Regions from separate parts of the Rattus norvegicus genome. Here region 2 is linked to region 1. The links are chromatin contacts, called in public Hi-C maps. All regions are on one chromosome and are shown on one strand. Each heading gives the region's core, a stretch centred on a gene start, on an enhancer-like site or on the middle of the called end of the contact. The rest is flanking DNA. Distances are from core to core; before and after follow the strand shown.

What was found. A called contact is a pair of places that touch in the nucleus more often than the background predicts.
Region 2: a contact with region 1 is called in a Hi-C map of liver, with 3 times the contacts expected there. The contact joins two enhancer-like sites. A contact is called at or near these places in 3 of 12 Hi-C or Micro-C datasets (kidney and liver).

What each region holds. Positions count from the first base shown.
Region 1 is chr6:104,103,502-104,108,682 of GRCr8, reverse strand. All of the region lies in intron 7 of Rad51b (RAD51 paralog B), which reads right to left. Among named protein-coding and RNA genes, the nearest start is that of Rad51b, 280 kb to the right of the region's middle. Within about 2 kb of position 3,617, at least 8 of the 93 cell types and tissues checked have an H3K27ac peak or open chromatin away from gene starts, as enhancers often do. A contact at or near this core is called in liver, where this site is marked.
Region 2 is chr6:104,525,719-104,531,158 of GRCr8, reverse strand. No RefSeq gene overlaps it. Among named protein-coding and RNA genes, the nearest start is that of Rpl36l6, 22 kb to the left of the region's middle. Within about 2 kb of position 2,423, at least 49 of the 93 cell types and tissues checked have an H3K27ac peak or open chromatin away from gene starts, as enhancers often do. A contact at or near this core is called in liver, where this site is marked.

The DNA.
Region 1 (5,181 bases), core at 2,368-4,867:
CCTTTGATCCCAGTACTTCGGAGGCAGAGGCAGGTGGATGTCTATGAGTTTGAGGTCAGCCTGGTCTACACAGTGAGTTCCAGGACAGCTAGTAGAACATAATACAAAGACCCTGACGAAACAAACCAAAACAAAAGCTTCGGGAGCATGGTGAGGGTTACAGTGACCCTTCCTTCCTTCCTGATCAAATTCAAAGTGCTTCCCTTAGTTAGTGAAAAGCCAGGGCCTCTCCGGAGAGTTACGGGAATGACTGGATTGGGTGGGTCTTAGTCTTCATCCTGTGCCTCAGCAAGCAAGGTGAACAATCCCTCATCTAACAGTGGGCAAGATGACTTCATTTTTCCAGACCACAATCACCTAGGGCACACTGAGTCACTGGTGAGAAAGCTACAGGAGAAACAGATTTGGGGGAAACACTGCACCACAGTGAAGAGAAAGTAAATAAGCTGGTGCTGCCTATATTCCATCGAACCTTACACCATCAGATACCACTGTGGCTCAGGGCCTGCGAGGGAGGAGGAGTTACGGTGGTTAATAGTCTATGCATTGACATATTACCTCAAAAAAAAAAAAGTAAAATAAATACATCTGCCTCAAACTAATGACCTCTGCTACAAGCACTTTGAATGTTTTTTGATTTAAAAAAAAGAAAGTAAATTTAAAATATTTCTTTTTAATTTGGTACATAAAATGTATCTTAAATGGGAAAGTCTTGCCAAAGCAGGGAACACTAACTGAGTCTGACACTTAAAACAAGCCTGAAGTCTTGGGCTAGATAAAAACAAACAAACAAACAACAAAATCTACTACGTCTCACTTATAGGAAGGAAATCACATACCAACAAGCAGTTATCTAATTGGAAAAGGGATGTGTGACATACACCGAAGTGTGGTATACAGCTCCTGGATCTTTAGAGGACTGATAAACACAGGAAGCATCTTAGAGTGCTTTGCCGGAAGGTGGTACTGGTTTTGTCTGTTCTATGTCAAAATGCCAACAGGCATACACCCTCCCACACCCTGTGCAGTCAGAGCCTGGGCATCGACATGATTCAGACCAGAGCAGCAGTTTTATCTATATCTCTCTGTCAGGGTGTTTCTTACTCAGCTCTGCAGCATCACTGAAAGCTCTGCCCTAGTTCTGGCCTCAGGGAATTCTGTTTTGCCTGAAAAAGTTAGAGAAGACGAGTTGGAGTTCTCAATAACCTGAAATAACAGCAACCAGGAGCCACATGGAAACAGAGGCAAGGAACTGACCTCTCAGCTGAGGGTCGTGGAAGAATGGCCTCCTCTCTTAGTTTACATTACTTTTGTTCAATCTGCAACATGCCAGCTATCAGCCAGCACCAGGAAGTCACACCCTCCAAATAAGCTTAAAAATTCCTTTGTTAACTTAATGCAACAAGAAAAAAATTTAAAAGATCCTACCAACAGATTAACTCGAGAGGGAATATGGTTCAACAGTTTAATCACAGTCCAGGTACTTGGACAACCAAAGACTTCATCAAGTCTCCAGTGGGTATTCACAAACAGCTAACTGCCTTCTTTGTTCATGAAATGGCTAGCAGAACAAACAGAGCAACAAAAAAAAGTATGCCCAGCACACGGCAAGGCCGGAAGGGCCAAACTAACGATAAATATTCTAAAGCATATTAATCTTTGCTTCACACATAATTAGTGCGTAGTGAACAATGTGCATAGTGGGTGGGTGGGACTTATGCTGTTAGGTTTCAAGAAACAATTACCGTTAATTGAGTTACTAGGAAGCAGTCATTTAAAACTAGCATTGTAATAAATGGGCCCAGAGGGGCAAAGATGTCTTATAAAATGCTACATCTAATTACTATGTTATGTATAAGTCCAGAAAAGGGAAAGGGTTTAAGTTTATTAAGTAGCCTCAGGGCAGGCAGGAGGATGTTTGGAAGGAAGATGACATGTGTAGTTACTGCAAACATGCAGAATGGAGCAAGGTCCTCATCGAAACGTAGGAACGTCAGGGAAAGGGCATGAGGAAGATGGTGTTAAGGTGACCCATTCTGCTCCTTCAATGGGTGGCCTCTTTTGGAGCCGTGTGAAGGATAGGTGCACTGAACACTTTAAGACACCTGAGTATGCAAATAATGCCGGGCAAGGTAACCGTGCATGCAGTGTTCTCAGCACCTGTACATCTGGTCCTCTCAGCAGGGGCTCGACCATCAATAAACAGAGCGTAATGATTAGTCAAAGGCTAGAAGGTCTGAACCATATAGACCAACTTAAACAAACTTAAGCATTAAAAGGCCTTTGCAGGGGGGTTCTTTGAAAAGGGTTTTTACTGTATTGCCCAGGCTGGCCTAAAACTTCTAACTCAGGCTGGCTTTATACTTAGGATGTTTGCCTCCATAGTGCTGGATTACAGGGGATTCCCATCACACCTGACTGACTGTAAGACTTTACTTATTTGTTTTTTGTTTGTTTATATATACTGCCAGGAACTTAACATTTTAAAGTTTACTTGCCCTTTGTTTCTATTTCTCCTTTTCTCTCTTCACCTCACTCAGGCACTACTCAATTTACATGGCTTGGAGAAGCTTTGCGATGATGCCAAAATTAAAGCAATCTTCTATATGCTCTCCTTGTAAATGGACATGACTAAGGCTGTTGCTAGTGAGAGAAGAGGTAACCACATATGACTACTTGCTTGTTTTTTGTTTTTTGTTTTTTTCTTTTAATAAAATAGGCCATTGAGGAAATCTCTGGTTATGGACCAGCATCAAGGATCATGCTAACCAAACAAGAAGAAAATATCTACGTGCCTGCACATGCACACACAGCCACATGGGTATGAGTGTGCACACCCCACACAAGACACTTGTGACACAGGTTCAGACAGAGGCAGCTGTGGATGGGATGGACTCCTTTCTGGCACCTAGAAAAATCTCCTTTCTTAAGCTTAAAGGGAAAACACCATTGAGTGTATTTGTAAACAGCATTTCCTGCTGTTTACGCCTGAAATTCAATGTGGCATTGAACATTTGGTAGCATCCTAGTTTGAAAACAACAACAACAACCTTTTACAGAAACAAATCTTAATCCTCTGTGTTACGGCTCTTGGCTTGCCATTCTGGTACTTATACTCTGGCCAGGGGACCTCCTTTGCTCACTTAGTGATGTGTCTCAATTGAGGATGACAAACTTGATGACAATATTACAAACAGAGTGATTTAAAACAGATATCATAGGGGAAAAAAAACCCCAGAACTCAGTCTTGCCATAGATAGCTAATTAATATGTCCTGGACCGTTGAAATAGATAGTCTTTCTGTGACCTGAAACAATCCAGAAGCCTTCTCTGGAAGTTAACCTGGGTGACCATGTGCTATCATCTGACTCCTTTCAAAGTGCTGGTTGTTTCATGACCGGTTACACCTAATTCTTGGAATCTGGAAGTCTGAGGTCCAGAATTTACCTTTCTGTGCTTACAGCACCTATCTTTACTTGAGGACTTTTCACAGTGAAATACTAACATCATAAATCCATGTGAGCTCCACCCTCTCTGGTGGTCAGGACTACCATAGGTGCTGGTAAGTTTTAGTGCCTAATGTTTACTCAGCCTTAAGTGACAGCCACTGTGCTCCTCCTCCTGCCTCGTGGAGAGATCGCATGATGGTGACTGCTGCTGCCAGAGGTGAGGTCACCAGCACAGCTCAGGCGGAAATCTTAGCCTCTTGGTTCACCATCACAGCACAAGGTTTATTATCTGATTTCCAGAAATGACAAGGATTTGAAAGCCAATTCTTTGACAATAATATTGACTAAGACTGATGTTTTAGAATTGGCTAAATCAGGACGTGAATTCCAGTTCTACCTGCTGCTGTACAGCTCAGTTTACTTTCCACAGCCCCAGAAGAGTATACGTGGTGTGTTTTCTAAGACACAGGCCTGATAGAGTAAGCCTCCACCTTACCTCCTAGGGGTCTCAGGATTAGATAGATTAGGAAGTCTGCCCACAGTCAGAGTCCAGACATGGGAACAGTGGATCTGCATGGAGGCCAGGCACAGTGGGAGATCAGCCCACTGCCTCAGAACTCTAGTAATTCACTAACAAAGGGCTAAATAAGCTTTATTGTCGCTGACCACAGTAGAAGAGCTAGAGGAGAAATTGGCAACGTCTCAACAATAGATATTACAAATCCTATCATAATTCATCTAGAAAGTGAATATCTGAAAAGTCCTACAGCCACTCACTTGGACACTTGGGTTTTACAAATGGGAAAGTATAGGCCCAGAAAGGAACCCATAAACAAAGGCAGTAGACGGGGCTAAACCCAGGTCAAATTAGGTACATATTTCCTTCCAGTATTCTGGAAATAGTAGGCATTGGTGATCCTGAGTATGTCTTAAGTCTGCCACCTAAAATGTAAACAGACAACATCGTCCTAGAATTTGAATTTGGCTGGGGAACCACAGAAGAACCTAAAGTACTGGGATCCTGGTGCCCTCAGCTGCATGTCTATCACTCAGTGGGAAAGGAAGGTCCTGGAGTGTGTAAGCAAAGCTTACGTATACAATATAAAACCTTAGTCATCCTCCCCAGTCTAAAGGCTGACCTCAGCCAGCTATACTTGGGTCACATTGTGAACTCATCCCCAAAGCAGGTGGGATGGCCATGGACAGGTGCACCCGCTAACTCGTCATAAGCCATGCCAACAATGAGTAAGATGGAAATGATCCTCCTGACACATTCAATACCTAAATTACTCTGCCCGGCTGGTGAAACTCAAATACTGGATCTCTGTGGTGTGCTCCGTTTTTTGCTATGAACACACCCACTCTCTGACTTTATGGGTCAAGAAAATGAACCTTGAATTCTTTCTCTCTTCTTAACAACAAAGATGAAAAGGAGAATTTGGCATTATACACTCGAGGTTGAAAAGCAAAACAAAAACAAAAACATAGGGAAGAATGTAGTAGATCTATATATTTAAAGGTCAGTATTTCAACTGAACCAACTTATTTAAGCCTTATTTCATTTAAAATTTAATCTTTCTGGGAAAGGCTGATCTCTAGGATTCAAAGTATAGCCAGAAAGAGAGAGAACATTCTGTTCCTTTCTCATGGATAAACATTAATATTTATATAAACTTAATACTATTATTTCAAAGGAGAATAAAGCTAAAAACTTCTATGAGGATTGTATCAC
Region 2 (5,440 bases), core at 1,174-3,673, 420 kb before region 1:
TGGGTGGCTTCTTCACGGGGGGGGGGGGGAGAGGGGAAGGTGATTGGGAGGGGGAGGTGGGGGGGGTTGGGAAATCCAGACTCAGGTCCTTACACTTGGGTGGCAAGCACTCACCAGCCATCTTTTCAATCCTGAAGATGAATTCTTAAAACTAATTCCACCTATTTTTTTTTTCTCTCTTCTCACCGTGGCAGGTAGAAAATGACTAGGTTGTGTGCTTAGCTTACCCTTGGGGCTTGCTTTCTTCGTGGTTTTTTTTTTTTTTAACCAATAGCTGCCAGCAAAGTATCAGACTGTGGTTTAGACACAACAGGGTGAAGCCCTGTGTTCGGTGGCCATGCTGTCCAGAACTCCCTCTCCCTCGTAAAGCAGGCAAAAGCAGACTATCCTGGGAGAAATAAGGGCCATTCCAGGGAGAGGAAGTTGGGGGTGGGGGGAAACAGAGGGTGGGGATATGGGAGGAGCCCCATCCGTTAGCTAGACTTGTCCTGCTCATCTATGATTGGATCAGATCGCCCATTCATCTGAAATTGCAGGGAGGCCCTCATTCAATCACCCTAAGTGGAATCTGATCTTTATCTCGGGATAAACATTCCAAATGGAAGGTGAGTGCTGGCAGATAAGGAAGATAAGAAAGCCATATGGCCCTGTCACTGGAGGCTCCCCGGGGCTTATTCCTATAAGGATTAATGAGTCTGAAGGGGATCTCATAAAGTGCTGTCTCTGGAGAAGGCAGAGCCTTCCAAACCCCTACGTGGGCCTGTGAACTGTCCACAGACATGGAAGGCTAGAACTCAGACCTTGCTGTTGCAGCTCTCTGGCCTCAGTGGGGGCCTCCCGTCTGCTCTCTCCATCTCTCTCCATTTCCAAAGGTTCGCTGCGATCAATGTCTATACTGCACTGAGTATCCCACCCGCATCCCTGTTTATGGCTCTGACCAGTAATGTCTGCCAGGATGGTATGGGAGAGGCATTTCCAGGTTGAGAGTTTTCTTTGGGTCTGTTAGGACCAGGAGACCCAGGGAAGCTCGAAATCCCAGGCATGGGCGAGGGCAGGTCATATGAACTCCTAAAGGAAAGGGATCTGGGGCAGAGGAGAGAGGGAGGGGAGAAGACTTTCAAGTATGTCCTCTATACCCTGGTGTCAAAAGGCACTCCATCCTGCATTCCTCTGGTGCTGCTGCTCCTGCACCACCGTTCTGACTCGCCGTGGACGTCTAGGTTTACAATCGAGTGCTCCCAGAATAGGAGCAGCATCCAAACTGGGTCAAGGAAACCAATGGTAACAGGAAGAGTAGCCTCTAGAGTCTGAGGGTCTACTTTATCTCAGTGTCCCCACAATATACCAAAAAGGGAAACTGAGGCTGGGAGAGGCTGAGAGGTCGCCCGAGTCTGCATACACAGTAAGTGCTGAGGCCAAACCCAAAAGGTCAAACCTTAGAGCTACAATCTTGATGCAGAGAGGGGCCTGACACTCAATTATTATGTCCTGTCTTCAACAGTCTTGGTCAATGTTAGGGAATCAGAAAGGACTCGATAAGACTCTTCCAACCCTCAGGTTGGACAGCCCCATGTTAATGTGGGCAGTTGTGCCTGGCTGTCAAGCAAGCCAGTCTGAGCTGGATTCCATACTTTACTTGCTGACCAACCCAAGCCTAATGCTGTTCCAACAGCTCTGGCCAGGAAGAGACCACCCTCCGGACCCCTAATCCAGGACGCGCAGGGGAAGTAGAAAGAGCTGAGGAGGGAATGTGGGGCCCCAGAGTTCCATCCCTGGGTTTCCCTGCTTCAGGCTTGCTCTGGCCAATGGTCTTGGTTTCAGTCTTCTCTGTGCTCTGAGCACATCTAAACATTTGGAGAAAAACAAGAAAGTGAACAATAGGCGCTTGTGGGCTGGAGAACAGGCCTGACTTCCCCCTGGGACTCGAGCGCTGTTCATAAGCTGCCCCAGCTGCACTCTCACGGTTGGGATGTCACTGGGGCCTGGCTGAATTACAGCCTTGTCCTCCATGGGGTCTGCTACTGACTCCTTTCATACCCAGGGAATGCAAATGTTGGTAGGGGGAACTGGGGCTGTGCACAGAGGAAAGCATGTTTTCCTGCCTGGAGTTTGGGGAATCAGACAAAAAGGACACAGACAGACAGACAGACAGACACAGACAGACAGACAGACACAGACAGACAGACAGACAGACAGACAGACAGACAGACACACACACACACACACACACACACACACACACACCCCTACTTGGTACGGAAGCTCTGCCAAACCATCTCCTGACAGATGTGTACTAACCAGAGAAGTTTGCCCCACAGGAAAACAAAACAAAACAAAAACAAAACCCCAGCTCTCTATCGAGTGGACTCTGGGCACAGCCCCAAGGAGCTCAGAGTCCACAGGACCTGGAGAGCAGAAATTGCCTCCTGTGTGCCAGAGGAGTTTCACCAGGAGGTGGTAGCATAAGTACCCCATGAGTTATAACACTGAGGAAGGGGGGGCCAAAGGGGACTTCTGAGCTGGCCCCTCTGAGACTGTTGCTTCTCACCATTACAGCCTAGGTTGCAGGGATTAGAACAGAGAAATACAAAACAGAGCCCAGACACCTCAGCTAGGGCTGAGCGGTGGCACCATCCATACCCAGTAGGACTAAGTTCCCTTGTCAAGAGTTCCTCACCTTGTCAAACCCAAGAGGTTCCTAGGACCGGAGGCAGCTTTGAGCAGTGTCCCGTCTATGTGGTATCCCATGAACAGGCCCCAGTGTTTTTGGAGTGGCCGCCCAGACATCCCATCATAGTCTCAGGAGGGTGAGTAGCCCTTATACTCACTCGACCTCCCTCCCTGAGCAACGTTTTGGATCTGAGAGCACTTCTGGGTTGTTTGTGCCCAAGGAGAGGAGGAATTTAGCAAGAAGTCTGTGGCTGGGGGACAGTACGTTTACTTTCTGAAAGGATTAGTGAAGGACCATCCAGGGGATGTGAGCGGCACTGTTGTAAGAGCTGGGACCGGAGAGGTTAGAGTGGTTAAGAGGACTTCCAAGAAGGACATGAGTAACAAAGTGGAGGAATTCAGAACAAATGAGTTGACTTCTAGAGAGCAAAGGCAAGGATTTAGTGTCTAATAACTCCAAAATGGCTGTTAGGTCCCACTAAATGTGAGATTCCTCCCTTTTCCTGCCCCAAATAGTTTTGGAGACAGAATAGTCTTCTTCTTTTTTTTTATTTGAATTTTTACGAGTGTCTTGTCTGCATGTATGTATGTACACCCGAGGAGTGCCTTGGAGGTCAGGAGGATCCTTTGGAATTGGAGTTATGGATGGCTAGAAGCTGCCACGGACTGCTGGGAACACAATCCAGGTCCTTTGTAAGAGCAGCAATGCTCTTAACTTGAGCCACTGCTCCAACGGTGGGATAGTGTTTTTATGTAGCCCAGGCTGACCTCAAACTCTCATTCTCCTGTCTCTGTCTCCAGAGTGCTGAGATTTGATGGAATACACTACATACCTGGCTCTTAGTGTATTTGTTGGCCGCGTGGGACTGTGAAAACTTCATGGTCTCTGCACTTCTGAACTGAGCTCCATTCCTTCCAGCACATTAACATGAGGCTTTGTTCCTTGTCAGGGAGCTGGGCTGAGTCCCACAGGGGCCGTGTCTCTAGGCACCCCGATCTTCTCATACTCAATGCTCTCCTGAAAGTCCACTCATCTAACACAAAGGAGGCAAGCAAGCCGTCTGCATGCGTGTTTGAAGGGGACACTCTGTTCCTTGGAAGTAAAACAGCATTACCCTTGCATTTCTTGAATCACAATCTCCTGGTATCTTTTCCACCAAGCCTCCCAAAATTTCTATTAAATCGATGCAGCCTTAGAATTGAGTGAATACAGTAAAAGCCTAGTTTTACTCGCCTCTGAGACACGATCTTTGAACGTGTATGTCCACAGTTTCATGTGGGCTTTCCCAGTGTGTTCTTTCCCCCCCTCGCAATTGAACACACAGTTGTCTGGCTTAAATCAAGTGAGCATCTGAGTTAGGGCTAAATATTCTCCACTTTCGGCGCGCCTAATGACTTCCATCTTTGTTTAAATTATGTTAGGTCTGTGAGACCTGCCCTTCTTATCTCTAACATCGGCACTTCAATTTTCCATTTCCATTCAGTCTTAGGAAAGAATTAAGGTCAAAATGCAAGAAGAGATTCAAAGGCTCACACAAGCACCACCAAACAGGCAGCAGGTGAGACTGCAGAAATGGAATTGTTCCTTGGCAGGATCCAGTACCACAGATGTCTCAATGGCTTGTTCACCGGCCAACCTGGGATAGTCTGAAACCAGGGCTTGGCCCAAGAGCTTGGGATGGTGTTATATAAGTCAAGGGGAAACATAGGCTATTGCCAGAGTCAGAGGTCGAAGCCAAAGGTGACTAGAATGATCTCATCTTACGAAGCACAACAGGTGTAAACCCTGGCACCTCTTGTTTGCGTCGGCAAACATTGCCTTTTGATGAAGCTGTGGGTGAAGGTCACTCCCCACATTCCTGAATTTGGGGGTACATGAAAAGAGTGGGTCCTAGGACCCAGCACCCTGCTATGTAGCTAGAGAGACTGTGCATGTTTATCAGGAGGTTCAGTCAAGTGGCCAAGTTCTAGGCTACATTTTCCCTAAAATACATCGGCTCCAGGCTGCTCTGGTCACTGCATGACAGGGAAGCGGGGCGAGTTGCTATCATCTGCAGAGATAGGGGGCTTACGGCCAGCGGAGTGGTGAAAGGACACTTAGTATTCCTTAAAGGCGTTCTTCAGGAGACCAACAAGTGCCTGGAAACAGATCCCCGGGAAGTCTCTGCCACTTAGCAATTGGAGCAGGGATTGTACGGTGTGGTCCTTGTAAACTCTGCAGTTCCAGAGTGCATACTGAGACCCTTTCTCCTCAAAGTTCCCTGATTACCGAGACTCTCTCATCAAAGCTTTACTCTTGAGACAGAGCTCCTCACATGTGGAAAACATGTGAGGAAGTGGCAGGCTAGCAAGTTGGAGAGACAGAACTCCATCGCTGGGCAGGAGGGGGGACCTCCAACTGCCTCTTCCTTGTCTTTCTGAGTAGCTCAGGACAAGTTATTTCGTTGTCAAAAGAGGGCTGGTTTCTGACAGTCACCTCTATATTTAGGCATTGATTGGAATGTTGTAGAATGTGACATAGGGAAAACAAGCTCTGATTTAAAAAACAATCTAGTAAGGTATTTATGTTCTTGCCATCTGGGAAACTTGTTATTAAACTTTTTATTATTTCTTTCAGCGTGGTGGCGGTATGCGTGCGTAGTGTGAAGGCCCATGCTTGAAGTTAGGCGGTGGCTTCACTCAGTTGCTCTCCACCTCATTTGGTGAGACGGTAACTCTGTCTAACCCTGGGGCTTACTTACTCTGTTAGAGGGGGTAAAAGCCCCCTCCC